Regions from separate parts of the Columba livia genome. Here region 1 is linked to region 2. The links are chromatin contacts, called in public Hi-C maps. All regions are on one chromosome and are shown on one strand. Each heading gives the region's core, a stretch centred on a gene start, on an enhancer-like site or on the middle of the called end of the contact. The rest is flanking DNA. Distances are from core to core; before and after follow the strand shown. Region 1 overlaps GALNT7 (polypeptide N-acetylgalactosaminyltransferase 7). Region 2 has its middle 17 kb from the start of SCRG1.

The links. A called contact is a pair of places that touch in the nucleus more often than the background predicts.
Region 1: a Hi-C map of crop shows a contact between it and region 2, with 5 times the contacts expected there. The contact joins two enhancer-like sites. A contact is called at or near these places in 2 of 2 Hi-C or Micro-C datasets (crop and liver).

Annotation. Positions count from the first base shown.
Region 1 is chr4:38,995,418-39,002,127 of bColLiv1.pat.W.v2, reverse strand. It overlaps GALNT7 (polypeptide N-acetylgalactosaminyltransferase 7), which reads left to right. Exons shown (of 13, transcript XM_065061333.1): 4 at 5,665-5,831. Among named protein-coding and RNA genes, the nearest start is that of HMGB2, 38 kb to the right of the region's middle. Within about 2 kb of position 2,802, at least 1 of the 3 cell types and tissues checked has an H3K27ac peak away from gene starts, as active enhancers do.
Region 2 is chr4:38,908,199-38,915,066 of bColLiv1.pat.W.v2, reverse strand. No RefSeq gene overlaps it. Among named protein-coding and RNA genes, the nearest start is that of SCRG1, 17 kb to the left of the region's middle. Within about 2 kb of position 2,111, at least 2 of the 3 cell types and tissues checked have an H3K27ac peak away from gene starts, as active enhancers do.

The DNA.
Region 1 (6,710 bases), core at 1,553-4,052, 86 kb before region 2:
CTTTTAGAGGTATGGTAGGATATGTAGCTTGTGCTTCTGGGAGCATTAACGAAATTTAGTCACATAGCTTTGCAGGCTCCTTCAGGAATGGAAATCAGTAAAGCATGTAGCTATTGTAGTTGAAAATTCTGTTTCAGTGTAGGTATAAGCTGTTAGGTATTGTGTGGTAGGGGTTTTGCTGCTGTCTGCTGAAGGAGGAAGTAACCAAACCAAACAAAAAAACAAACAAAAAACCCACAGTCTTAGCTGAACAAACTGTCCTTCTTGGGGGTTATCCGTTTACTTCTCTTCCAGAACACCTGTTTTGTAAGTTGACCACTATAATCTTATATTGATGTTGATGATGCGTAAAAATACCCTGTAAGGCTTCACAGGTAACAAATCCAGTATTAACATCAGATTTACTTAGTTGTATCTTAACAAAGCAATGCCTAGCTCTGTATTCTGTCTCCGTCTCCCTTAGATTTAGGCAATGATCACTCTGACTTGCAGGCATCAAGCAGTCGGTCTCAGCTGGGACCCTGGTGGTTGGTGTCAACTGTACACATGAGCAAACTATTTGAAAGTCTTTTGTGAAAAAAAAACCTCTAATCCATCTTCCTAGGAGGTTGATGCAGTTTACTGTGGTAGTCATAATAAGCTGATGATTTAAAGCAGCCCTGAATTCAGAATTAAAGTATGTAAACAGCGTGCTGTCTGCTGAATGACTGTCTCCTTAAAAGATAAGAAACAGGGCTTACAAGAAAAGGAAGCTGCAAATGACAACAGAGCTCCTAACTTCTTCCTGGGCTCTGCTCATGCTAGACCCTCTCAAAGAGTGAGGAAAAAATAGATGCATTATAAATCAGTTATCAGTAGATGATAATTTATATCACTATGAATCTCATACCACTTTAAACATTAAATAAAACTTAAAATACAATTAAAAATTGTGAACAGTTTTATATTAAGGGGGAAGAGGGATTCCACTTTTTAATGCCAATTACAATTTCCAGATAAATGCTAAATTGAGACTTTCAGCTTTATATTGATTCAGGGCTCTCAGCTTGGAACAGCTGACCCAAGGTTTTCAGGAGCTGGGATGTGATTGCAGCTGCCTGCTCAGAGAACTCTGCTGCTACATTTTTGGTCTGAGCACACAAGTACAGTGCTTTAAAATCCAGGGCGGGGACTTGTGTGCCTTTGGTAAGCGCAGGTGCTAGTTAGATAGTTGACCTGAGGAAGATAGTATCAGGACAGGGAGTTGATTCCAGCCATGATATCTCTTATTTTTCTCTGAAGCTTAGGTGCTGGTGTGATAGGGATGTTGGGAGTTCAGGATGACACAAGAAGCAGTTCTGTTGGCTCAAGATCTCAAGTTGCCCTCTTAAGTATCTATGTGATTGGGGCTCACCCTTAAATTGCTGTTCAGGTGCTCTCCTTGTTCACTTGTGTTTTGGCCTGATGGCTGGATTACTCTTCCAGGAGAAGCAGCCTCTAGTCTGGACTTTTTTCAGCCTGAGGACATATGACTGTGTCTGCAGCAGTGGTGGTGGGTAACAGGGAGGCTGTGGGGTCACCCAGTCCTTGGAGCATGCATCCACCATCACATTTGTGGAGCTAGGGGACACGAGTAAGAGCAAGCCAACAAATAGCATACAAAGCTGTAAGAGCAGAAACTTCCTCAAGCCAAGGAGTGTTCCAGCCCGGATGTCTAGCTTGTGGTGCAGAAGGGTCACCTGTAAAATGTTGCTCGCTTGCTGTGGCTGATGCACAGCTTTGTGATGGAGGGACAGTGGTCTTGGTGTGGCACAGTCTCCATCAGTGCTGTTCCCTCCCAGGGGTGGAGAGGGAGTAGGACTAAATCGCATCTTAAGTATGCAGGCTAACAGAAGAAACTGTTTCTCCATCAGATCACTACTTTATTTTTCAAAAGGTTTGTTCTTGCTCTAGTGTTGAGTCAGTCCATGGTTTTGCTTAGTATTACCGGTGCTGATTTGGGGATGGGAGGTTTTTATTCATGGACTGACCTGAAGGTGTTTCTTCCTTTCACCTAGCCCTTCAGAGCTGTGCTCACCTGCTCCTTCTTGCCATGGATAGTAAATCTTCACAGGGCTCAGGAAAAGTGATGTGAAGTCTCTAGAGGCAAGGATGCTACCTTCACATTCCCGTGTATCTGCTGCAATGTGCCATCTTCTCAGCTCTGCCAATAAGAATAAATTTTTTTTGAGTTTGTTTACTTAATTTGGTTCACAGCATATGAGCACAGCTGCTCACTGTGCTACTGTATGTGGGCAGGACAGCACCTAGGGCTGGCAGCTGGAGGTTGAAATGTATGTTAGTCCTCTTTATCACAGACCCATCTGTATTTTGAATCCGCCCATGCCAGTTTTCAACAGAGTGCAGCTTTTCCTGGACACCCACATCTACTTGACCCTATCTTCTAAAACTGAAGCACGAATCTGGAAATTCAGGCTTTTTATTTTCTTTTGCTGGTGCCCAAAATTTACAGGGAAACTAGTGCCGTAAAATCCAGCTTCAAACACAAGGAAAATGCGTTTATGATTTCCTGGTATTTGGGTTGCCCACCACTGGATGTCAGTGCTGCTCCACTGAAGAAAGGCTCGTCTTGCTTCCTTCCCTGTGGATGCAAGGAAACGAGAGTTCCGTCGCTCAAATACTTGAGCAACATTTGCATTTCTTGGAAAAAATAAAACTGCTGCAGAGGTTAAAATATTTCTTAGGTTTTTTGCATCTAAAAACCTACCATGTTTCAAACCTCTAGTTCTAAATGCAGGATGAGAGACAAGATTGTGCATTGGAGGTACTGCAGTCTGTTGCAGCTTTATGGGCTTGATGACTCAGTCTGTGGACTGTCCAATAAGTGAAATAAAGCCTCTGGAAAATCTAAAAGTATGATCTTACTAGGAGTATAAATGTAATGCTTTTATGGCTTGCAAATGGCACATTTAGCAACACATAATTTTTCAAGTTTAAAAAGTAAAATGTGATGACAGATTTCAGGAGATTAAGCTGGATAGGTAGCAAAAAGCCTGTCTAGACCTCTGGGTTTATATTTTTAAAATGTATTAAATACAGATCAAAAAATGCTTATAAATTGCTCACAGATGTGTTGTTCAATTCAGGCTCTTATAATAGCTTTGGCTTTTAAAAATTGTGTTAAATTACTTACTGTGTTTCATTTTTAGGCTCTTCACCATTTTCTTCCTAAATATGACTTACCTGTACTGCAGGAAGTGGGAGAAATAAGCGACCAAAATATTTTTAGGGGTTTTGCAGTGTTTGCTTTGTTTCGTTTGTCCTTGAAGGCAGTCTGGAATGTTGTAGCTGTCTGTCTTTTTAATTGGAGAGCAAAAAAGTTTCCTAGGCAAACTGCCGAAGTTACGGATCAGCGGCACAGCGCAGCCTGTGTCAGAAACTGAGGCAAAAGGTGCTAGTAATTTCCACTGCCTTTTTTACTTGAAGCTCTTGAATGGCATTCAGCTGGCACGCCAATTTTGAATGTTTAACACCTCATTTTCCTCGATTTTAACGCAACTATCACCAGAATTAATCCGTGTGAATGCATGTGTAAAGCAACACAGTTCTGTTATTAATCTTAATGCACATCCATTTTAGCATATCCATTTTATCTCTGCAATGGCTAAATAAGTTGTCGACAGCTTAAAAGCTTATGCTACAAATGGAGTTATTGCAACCTGTAATCAGCTGAAGTCTTTTGAGAGGGATCTGTAGAAGGAAGGCATCGGCCTGAGCTGTGCACTTTGAACAGTCGGTCTAGCACTTGTGTATTCGTAGCTTATAAATATTATTAGCTGCAGCTACTTCGGGCATGAAAATAATCAAGCTGGAGGATTTTAGTCAGTAAACCGTACTCATAGAGATCGTGCTGTTTCAGAGGTTACTTACTATGCCTAAGAGAAGACATGCCTTATTAGATCAGACTTAGTTACAGGCTGCTTTGATTCTGTAATTTGCTTTTCCCACAGGACTAAAATTAATACTATGCTTCTACCATTTTATTTCTTTTTTTCTGGTGGGTGAGAAATATATATTGATACTGTTCCCTGAAAATAAGTGAAATACGTCCTTCCTCACCAAAGTAATACTCTTTAAATACCTGTTAGATCTGTTATGAGAATTCTTTCCATGTTTAACTCAATTTAGTTTCAGAAACTCTGGTGATTTCTGATTATTAAGGAAGTTTCTTTTCAAACACAGGAATGCTTCTGTGCATTTGAGCCTTTTATTTTATATAGAGGAATATAACTGTGGAAGTTTGTTTGTCCCCAAGTTTAAAAGTTTATATTTGTCAAGCACAATTTCTTAATACGTGATAGTTGTCTTTGAAAAGTCACATTCTCTCTAGTAGAGACTTTACTTGCCAAAAAATGAAAAAGGGAAGACTTTTGCCTGTTTATATTAAAAGTGCTGTGTCTCTGGGTTTGGTGATAGGAATTGCATTATTATAGTTGGAAAAGGGGCTAGTGGTATGGTAGGGAGACTTCCAGGAAATACCTGAACTGGTTGTAATTAGAGAGACTGTGAACAGTCTCATTTAGGGATGCTGTTGGGGAATGGACTTTACAGTTGCAAATGAAATGCATTGTTGATAAATGTGATGAATAAATATTGGTAAATGTGGACTGGATTACTCATATTGCTTGTTTCTAAATCATCTGTAATCCCTCAGGAAAAAAGACCCAAGTCCACGTCTGCAGTGAAATTGAAACGCAAAATGTTTTAAATGGATACAGGAGTGCTTTTCGTGCCATGCCAAGATGAAACCCTGAATGGGTTTGGTGACTTTTTTTTTTAGCTACGTTAGCGTGTTACACCTGGAAGTTTAACCTTGAATAATAAATAGTAAAGATCACATCTTGTTTGCCATGGGATTACGTTTTCCCCATGAGTAGCTATGCTTTTCTGTCAGTTTTTGCAAATGGAGACAATTTTATGCAAAGCAGCTGGCATGGGCATTTCACATGGTGCTGCTGTACTTCTAGCAAATTATTATGTTTAAATATATTTTGTTGTCAAAGGGCAGAAATTAACAAACGTTGCCTTGTCACAACTGTGTTTTAAAGTTTGCTAATTACGCAGTTTCTGTATGTGGACTGTGTAAGCCAACAGAAACACTTCACAGACAGCCCTTCTACGGGGTAAATCTGATTTAAAGAGGCTTAAGAAAAAAAAAAAATAACTGTAGTAGATTAGCCAAATGCACAGTCCATCCCATACCATGATATCTGATGGTTTGGAGAGGACCCTCATCTTGGCAGATGCTGTTTGGGGCTCTTCTTCCCCAGTTCTCTACTGGCCATACAAACAGCAGGGTGGTAGTGGCAGGGATGTCTCTCAGTGGGGTCTGTGCGATGCAGTCTGCCTGTGTGGGAAAAAGTTTCTGTCTCTTGAGGCAGGAGTCGTCAGTCACCAGCTTCATGCTCTCTCTTTCAGGATGAGAAGGGGCTCACTGTCTGCAAGCGAGCTGCTCTTTGGGCCCCATACCTCAGGGATGCACTGAAGCTCTATACTACACTTTATATCCTGTTTCTCTTTAATCTGAACAATAGCCACCAGTGAACATTTCATTTGCGCAAAGATATTGTTAAGCAGTTCCGTAAATCATAATGTGAAAACTAATAAAATCAAATCTTTTTACAGATGCAAATACTGGCATTATGATGAAAACCTGCTCACCTCCAGTGTTGTCATTGTCTTCCATAATGAAGGATGGTCCACGCTCATGAGGACAGTCCACAGTGTCATTAAGAGAACACCGAGGAAATACTTGGCAGAAATTGTGCTGATTGATGATTTTAGCAACAAAGGTATATTTGGAATATTAACGCACTACTTGTAGAAAAGGAAACTTCATTTGTTTTAAAAACAGTTGACTCTGCAAGAAAAGTAAGTTGCTTCTTCACAGTCCTTTAGTTTTCAGTGAATGGAAAGCTCTTTTCCAATTAATTGCTTTCGTAAAGGAGGCAATCCTTATGTGTATTCAGCTGTTTGGAATAACAGGATTTGTGATCAGCTCTTGTCCGCACTTATGGAGTAGTATATAGTAGAAAGCAGGGATGGCTCCTATCTCTCTTAGCTCTTGTGTAAATGAGTATTTTTAAGAGAAAGGAGTTTGAGTTAAGCCTTTTAGGAATAATTTTTCTTTATTCTTTATAGGAATCCACATTCCTTTCTTTTTTATTTTTTCCCACTATAATAAAATATATATCTAAGGCTATGGAATTATTCTGATTAATTTTCAATCTCTTTTTCATTTCCAATATTCTTTTTTAATTAAATGTCACTTGAAGGTGTTCATTGTTTCTTAGTGGTGGGAGAATTTAAGTGTGTTCTAATTTCTGCCTGTCTTTGAGTCCTGCATATCAACATTTTCAGAAGTCCAGAGTTTTTCCTCTTCCTTTGTAATATACATTTGCATCCTGATTTATAATCAGGATGTGTGTACTTAGGTGTGATTTTTAGAAACATACACCGACTTTTTCCCTTTAATGGTGGTGTCTTCCATGTTAGTGCAAATCAAGGCTGAATACAGAGAAGAACTGAAAGTGGTATGCCAGAGATACAATATGACTGATATAGAGGAAATCCGTCTTGTTTTAAACTTTAAACAAATTTCAAAATAATGCATCAAAGCTGCAAGTTCTGCGATATTTTATTGCAGTATAGTTTTTGAATAGAAGTTGACA
Region 2 (6,868 bases), core at 862-3,361:
ATGGAGCCAGGCTCTTCTTGGTGGCAAACAATGATAGGAGAAGGGGTAATGGGATCAAGCTGGAACACAAGAGGTTCCGCTTAAATTTGAGAAGAAACTTCTTCTCAGTGAGGGTGACAGAGCACTGGAACAGGCTGCCCAGGGAGGTTGTGGAGTCTCCTTCCCTGGAGACATTCCAAACCCATCTGGACATGTTTCTGTGTGACCTCATCTAGGCGTTCCTGCTCTGGCAGGGGGATTGGACTAGATGACCTTCTGAGGTCCCTTCCAATCCCAAACATACTGTGATACTGTGGCTATAGCAATGAAAATTTGAAATAACTTCACTGCAATCAATATAGATATTTATGGCTACCTAATAGGTAGAACTGTTCTGCATTTATCCTAGTTGTTTGATTTTTTTCCTAATCCAGTTACTTTTTATTTTGTCAAACCAGAAACGTTTTCTGAGGGTCCAGGTGATCCACCGGAGACATGAACAGCTGTTCAATGTGACCTCCAAGCTGGAGTAACATCACACACCAGAGGAGGCTGAGGACAGATCAGTCCCAGGCAGCTTAGCAGCAGAGAACACATGGGTGCTGCCAGACCACGTTGGATGGTCTGTGCCCCGGTGCTGGTGAAGGCCTGACACCTGCTGAGCTACAGGAGCAAGAGATTATTCCCTTCCTAGTGCTTGTGAGGCTGCACCTGGAGTACTACACCTAGATTTGGGCTCCACAGTCCATGGAAAAGGTAGCAAACTGGAGAGAGGCCACTGAGGAGCAGCTAGGGTGGTTTGGGGGCTGGAGCAGGTGATGTGTGAGGAGAGGCTGGGTTTGCTCAGCATCAGGAGGAGAAGGCTTTGGGGGAACCCCGCAGAGGTGGGGAGGAACATCAAGGAGATAGAGCCATGGTCTTCCCAGAAGTGTGTAGTAAAAAGTGCATGGCAAGTTGCAACAAGCAAAACTGACTGCATATAAAGAAAATATTCTTCATTATGGGAGTGTCTGAGAACTGGAACACACTGGCCAGAGATACTCTGGGATTTTCACCTTAGAGTTTTCTAAATTGTCACAGGAAAAGACAGTGAACTGCCAGGTCTAGCTTAAGGTAGTCCTGTTTTGAGCAGGACAACTGCAGTCTGTGACTTCCAAAAACCAGTTTCAATAATTTTTTGATCCTGTGAAACACTATGGTGCAATGTCTTCATACCAGGTACAGTTAGAACACTTTCAAAATTATAATAGAGTATGGAAACACTGATAAAAGCAAACCAGCTAGTTCATCCTCCTTTATACTGGCGTGTTATTTGATTTTGTGCTGTTGGTCTGAGCAATATTCTGCAGGAAAAAAGCACTACCGTTTCTATCTCATCCCAGCACAGTAACATACGATGAAGTTTTGTGCTGAGCATGCAAGATTTGGCAGTTAGGCCATTGCAAAGCAGGCTGAACAAAATGCATAGCTAGATACCGTGTCCGTTGGTTGTGTAGCATGTCCCATCTGTGCTTACATAGTCTAAAAACATATTATCTCCTCCCCCAAAGTACTGCCTTTGCTCTCACTGGTGTGTTACTATCAGATTGAGCAGCATTAACCAATGTTGGTAACAAGGAGAGCCCCACTCAAAACCCTGGTGACTTCATAGCAGTTAATTAGAGGGGCTAATGGCTGGTCTGTTACCATTTCCCAAAGTGCTTGTCCCCTTCAGATACGCGTTTCTTGGAAGTTACTGAGATAGTTGCTGCTGTCGGGTTCCAGGGTGAGCATCTGCAGGGTCAGGTAAAGCCTGGGCTGCCCCGCTGCCTCTTCCCATCTCTGTCTAGGTGGAGGCATCACCTTGGCGAACTCACCCCAGATTCATGCTGATCTCTGTATTGTATTTTTCTGGTTGGTTGGTTGGTTGGTTTTTGGTTTTGTTTTTCACATCATCATCATACATTTCTACAAGACCTTTTCACCATTTTTTTTTTCCTAATAAAGGCCACAACTCTATTGAAACTTGTTATTTGGTGCCACCTGGTGTCTAAATGACCAGCCTGAGGAAGGAACCGTGCTGGCGGAGAAACGGGCTCGTATTTTTGGGGTACAGCCAGAAATCATCCCCTGATCCTAAAAGCCAGAGCTACAGCTTTGCTGGGTCTTGCGAGTGGGGAAGTGCACACGAAACGAGAAATCTGAGTTTTCCTAAACGGCTTTCTGAGGTGGTGGTTCTTTTAGGGAGAAGCAGCCAATATTCACTGAAATTCCTCAAGACGGACGGCAGAGGGCATTGATGAATGCCTTAAGGCTTAAGCACCGGGATTTGCTTCCTAGCAAAAATCTGAATTTGACTGGTAGTGTAAATATACCCTTTACCTTTTTTTTTGGTGTTTTGTTTTGTTTTGTTTTTGTTTTTGTTTTTAATCATAATGAGCAGTATGCTTGTCATTAGTTCGTGCATGTCTTGTTTTCATATCGACGTATTTCCACAGGTGCCTCCTGTATGTTAATAAAGTCTTGCTGACAAACCAGGTTCACTCTGCCTGAGGTGATGGGAATGTATCAACCAGAAGAACACAAAAACATTAGGTGTATGGTTAAGCAAGCCTAAACTTCATGAAGAATGATGAAAAAGCTCAAAATTATTTTTCTGTCCTTACTGTTCAGTTATGGCAAAAAGAGTCAGCTGAGACATCCGTTTGATGGGAGTATTGCTTGTTTTACCAGACCCGGTGGAGTGCCCTTTTAAAGCTGTAAGATTGATCAAAAGAAAATGCTCAGCTACTCTAATACTTTATAGGCATGTTTCACTCTTGTACTGTTTAATTTCTGATAGGCAAGTTCAGGACTGGACTAATTTACTCCTGGCATGAAGCCTGGGATGTAACATGCCAAAGTGCAGTATATAATAACTACAATTGGACGGAGGAGCATAGGTCAGCACACGTTTCACACCCTTCCTTTTACTACTGGAGTCATGGGGTAAAAGCTACTCTTTTTGCCAACTTTGGTGAAGGTGTAAATGCACATGCACAGTGTAATGGCTTTAAATCTTGGATTCCTACTTGTATGCACCAGATGGATCTTGTATAAATGTTCCACTTTACAGCATGTTAGCATTTGCTAGTAGTTAGCTGGAGGTTATAACTGCCAGACTTTTCTGTGGCAGTTTCCAGGCTTTAAAAAAAAAGGCAAAAAAAGAAAACACAAACACAAACAAAATAATCGCCCACACAAGAGGGAATGTCAGGATAACAGATAAAAGTAATTTTAAGAATTACATGGACCTGTATTTGTTCTTGAACCATATTTCGCTTGTCCTGATTTAAACATTAGGTACATGAATTTTAGGATTTGTAAGGACAACTATCTCTGTTTGTCAATTATGATTTTAAAAGTCTTATAAATGTTAGTGTATTGTACACAAGATTATGCTTGTCTTAAGAAATGTATATGTAGCTGTATATGTGTGTGTATTTTTCTTAAAAGCAAGTCTGGAACCTAGAGAGGCCATCAAATTAATTTAATCATAATTTATTTTGTTTATATAGGCTAGAACTATTTTTCAACATATGCACTACCATATAAGAAATGCATTTATACTCTGTATTTGCTAAGTGCCTTTGTCTTTGCTAACTAGCAAAATAATTATTGAAGATTATATCTTTAAGACATGACAATGTGCATTTTAGTAGGTTATTAATTCTTGCCTCAAGTTCAAGGGTTCTCTAAGTAACTGAGGCATATATTAATGGTCTGTTAAAATATGCTTTAGAGTGTCTACTTTTGACGTTTCTCCCTTTCCTTTTCCTTTTCCTTTTCCTTTGAAATTAAACATGTAATTGCTGAAAAAAAAATCCATAGGAGGTTCCAAAAATGTGAAAGAAAAATTTGCCAGTTTTATGATGCACATGTTTAAAACTTACAATATTGACTGGGGAAATTGTTAAAAGCTGTCTTATTTCTCTTGTTTTCCTTTTATTGCCTTTTTCCCTCTGTTTTCCACAGCTCTCTTGTACCAGCAAGCACAATTTTGTCCTCATAAAAAGCACGTCAACACTTTAATTCCAACATTACCATTACAGGTTTATAATAAGAGGTACATGATGCTGCTCCAGTGGCTTACGGGAGGATTTCATCACAATCACATAGAGGGATGGGGGCTGCCTGTGGCACTGCTGTGAGCCCCATCAGGCATGAGGGACATCTCCATCCCTTGCTCTCTCTCCTGAGTGTGTCAGAAGTGGAAAGGCTTGGTATAATCCAGCTGCAACTCTGAACAGCTATTGCCTATGGAGGCACAGCAAGCAGCCTTGTTTGGGGCACCCCTGAAAGTCACTGTCTGCAGAGTTCCCCCTGCCTTGAGAGACAACAATTTTGATAGCGCTGAAGGTGTTAGATGTCACACTCCTGGGCTTCCACACCACGGAGAACGACACTTGGTACCTGTTTTATGTGCTGTGAATAGTCCCACTGAAACCGCTTGTTTCAATTTAGGCAAGTGCTCACACACTTTGGGGAATTAGGCTGGCAAGACCAGTTTCTGTCCTCTGGGCAGCGCCACTGAAGGCAAAGGGCTCTCAAGAGGAGATGTTTGTCAGTAGCGTTGTGGGGTTTTTTTCCTCTACAATGGCAAGCTCAAAGTCTTTTGCTGTGAGGGAAAATTTACAGTGTTTTTTTCCTTAAGTTCCTCCTATATGTGAAGAGGAAAGCACTCACGGCTGTGACCATAGCCAAATGCCACAGTATTTATTTCCTTTTTCTGCAAGATCTTGACAATGTTCCTGATTTAACACTGGATACAGTCTCACATGGTATTTATGGTTGATAATGTCTCATTTTTTTAAATGTAGTGATAAATGTCTGGAAATTTAATAGTAGCACTTCCCATCATAGAAATCACATTTGCAGAAAAAAATGAATTGTTACCAGTGGCTCTAATTGCCAGTTTGATTGTTAAACTTTGCCTTGGGTCAGTCTTTCACTCTGCCAGATGATTATTAAGTACAGATTAAGGGGCAGTTGCTAGCATTAACTTTGGACTCATAAGACATCTCTGTTCACAAATACTGTGTGTTTTATTTGAGCGAGCTTCAGCAGCAGAGCATTTTTCTCAAAACTTTAATTAGCGACCAACTTTCAGAGAGACTGAAGGCCATAATCGGATTATTTTGTTCCTGCTGGATGCAGAGAATACAGGCTTCTGCTTGTCATTGGGTCTGTCCCCGCTCCCTTTAATAGCTGAGGTTTTGTTGAACAGCCACGGTCCAGGGGCCATGTCCTTTTGTGCTCGCGTTCCCTCGTGCCCTCCACCGGCATCTCCATACTGGAATGCTCAGTGGAACATTTTAATCGTTGGAAGTATTCGCCTCTGAGCTCACCGTGCATTTTAGTTCTATGCTCTTGGCCAGGATTAATATATACCGAGAAGAGAGCTTTAAAAGGCCTTTGGATGTGGTTTGCTAAAAGCTTATTTACCATATGAATGGTAAAAAAATGAAACGTGCTCATCTTGCTGGGCTGCGTGCAGTTTCCAGGCATATTTTACTGATAAAAAAAAATCCTTCCTGCCTGTTGAATTTATGGCTGAGATAGCCAGATTACTAGAAACACTTACGTGTTTAATCTTTTCATGTTTTGAGCAGGAAAAGGTAGGGCAACAGAGTTGCCCAAGGAAAATGCAGTGGAATTGCTTTGTATTTTGTTGAGATTGTGAATTCTGTTATGGAAAATATAACAAAGAAGGAGCTTGAACAAAACAAGTGGCTGTGTGAAATTTCAAAATTTCCGTTGGGTGAAAACAAATCCTAACTTTATGTACGTTTCCCCAGAGAGATATAATGTGAAAGCTTACAGCTGGTTTTAGTTTCTTATTCCCTGATTAGGTTTAAATTAAAGGAAGGATGTCATATTGAATTATGAATAATTACTTATTTTATGTATTTTGGTTTATACATACCTTCTATCACAGTCTCACTGTGGCACTTGCAATAACATATTGAATACGTGCAAGCAAATAATATTAAAAGTAAACTGGCTGCAGCATAGTGGTTCTGACAGAAAAATATATACAGCTCTCAGGTGTCCCTCCCTAGTACCTTCACTGGGAAGGGAAAACTCTCTTGCTTAACCTAACCTTCCCCTGCAAGATGGGTTGTTTGCTGCAAGGGGAAGAGGGACTGTGTCTTTGGGACACCTCCATGGGACCCTCTGCTCCAGGGTGTCCTGCTGAGGGACCAGCAGCCTGCAGCATCTCCGCTGACCCAGGTCAGAGGGGACAAGCTCCCTGAGACAGTCAGTGTCACCCAGTCTGGGCAATACCTGGAGTGAGCTGAGCGGGAGGGGAGGAAGAAGTGCCACAGCCTGCCGTACTGTTCCTAAATGCAGGCTCTTCACTTAACGTCTGCTTTCAGCAAACATCCAGGCGATCCAGCAGCCCAGAGGTCTGAAATCCATTCTCCAGCGAGATTTATGTCTCTCTTCCAAAGGGAAGTGCTTTCTTGCTGGGGAAGATGGTATTATATGACTTGCCTAAGCAGTCACAGCTACACAGCATGACTCAAGCTGGCCATAGGTTTGGTTTCACCACAGATGAAAGGATTAGAAAAGCTCAGTTTGAACAATTGGCACACTCACAGTTTTGCAAATAACTTTGAAGTATTCCATGGGATACTTTGACTGTTATTTTTCTTGCAAATTGTCAACCCTGCGGGAGTTGCAAGACATAAAGTATTCATTAATGAATGAATTAATGAATTAATGAAGGCCACTCAGGTAAATATATATATATATATATATATATATACACATACATATATTTAAAATAAAGCAGGAAAAACCAATGCAGTTAGTAAATTGGACAGAAAAACTGCTGATTTGAGTAACAGGGTTTACAGAGCTGTGT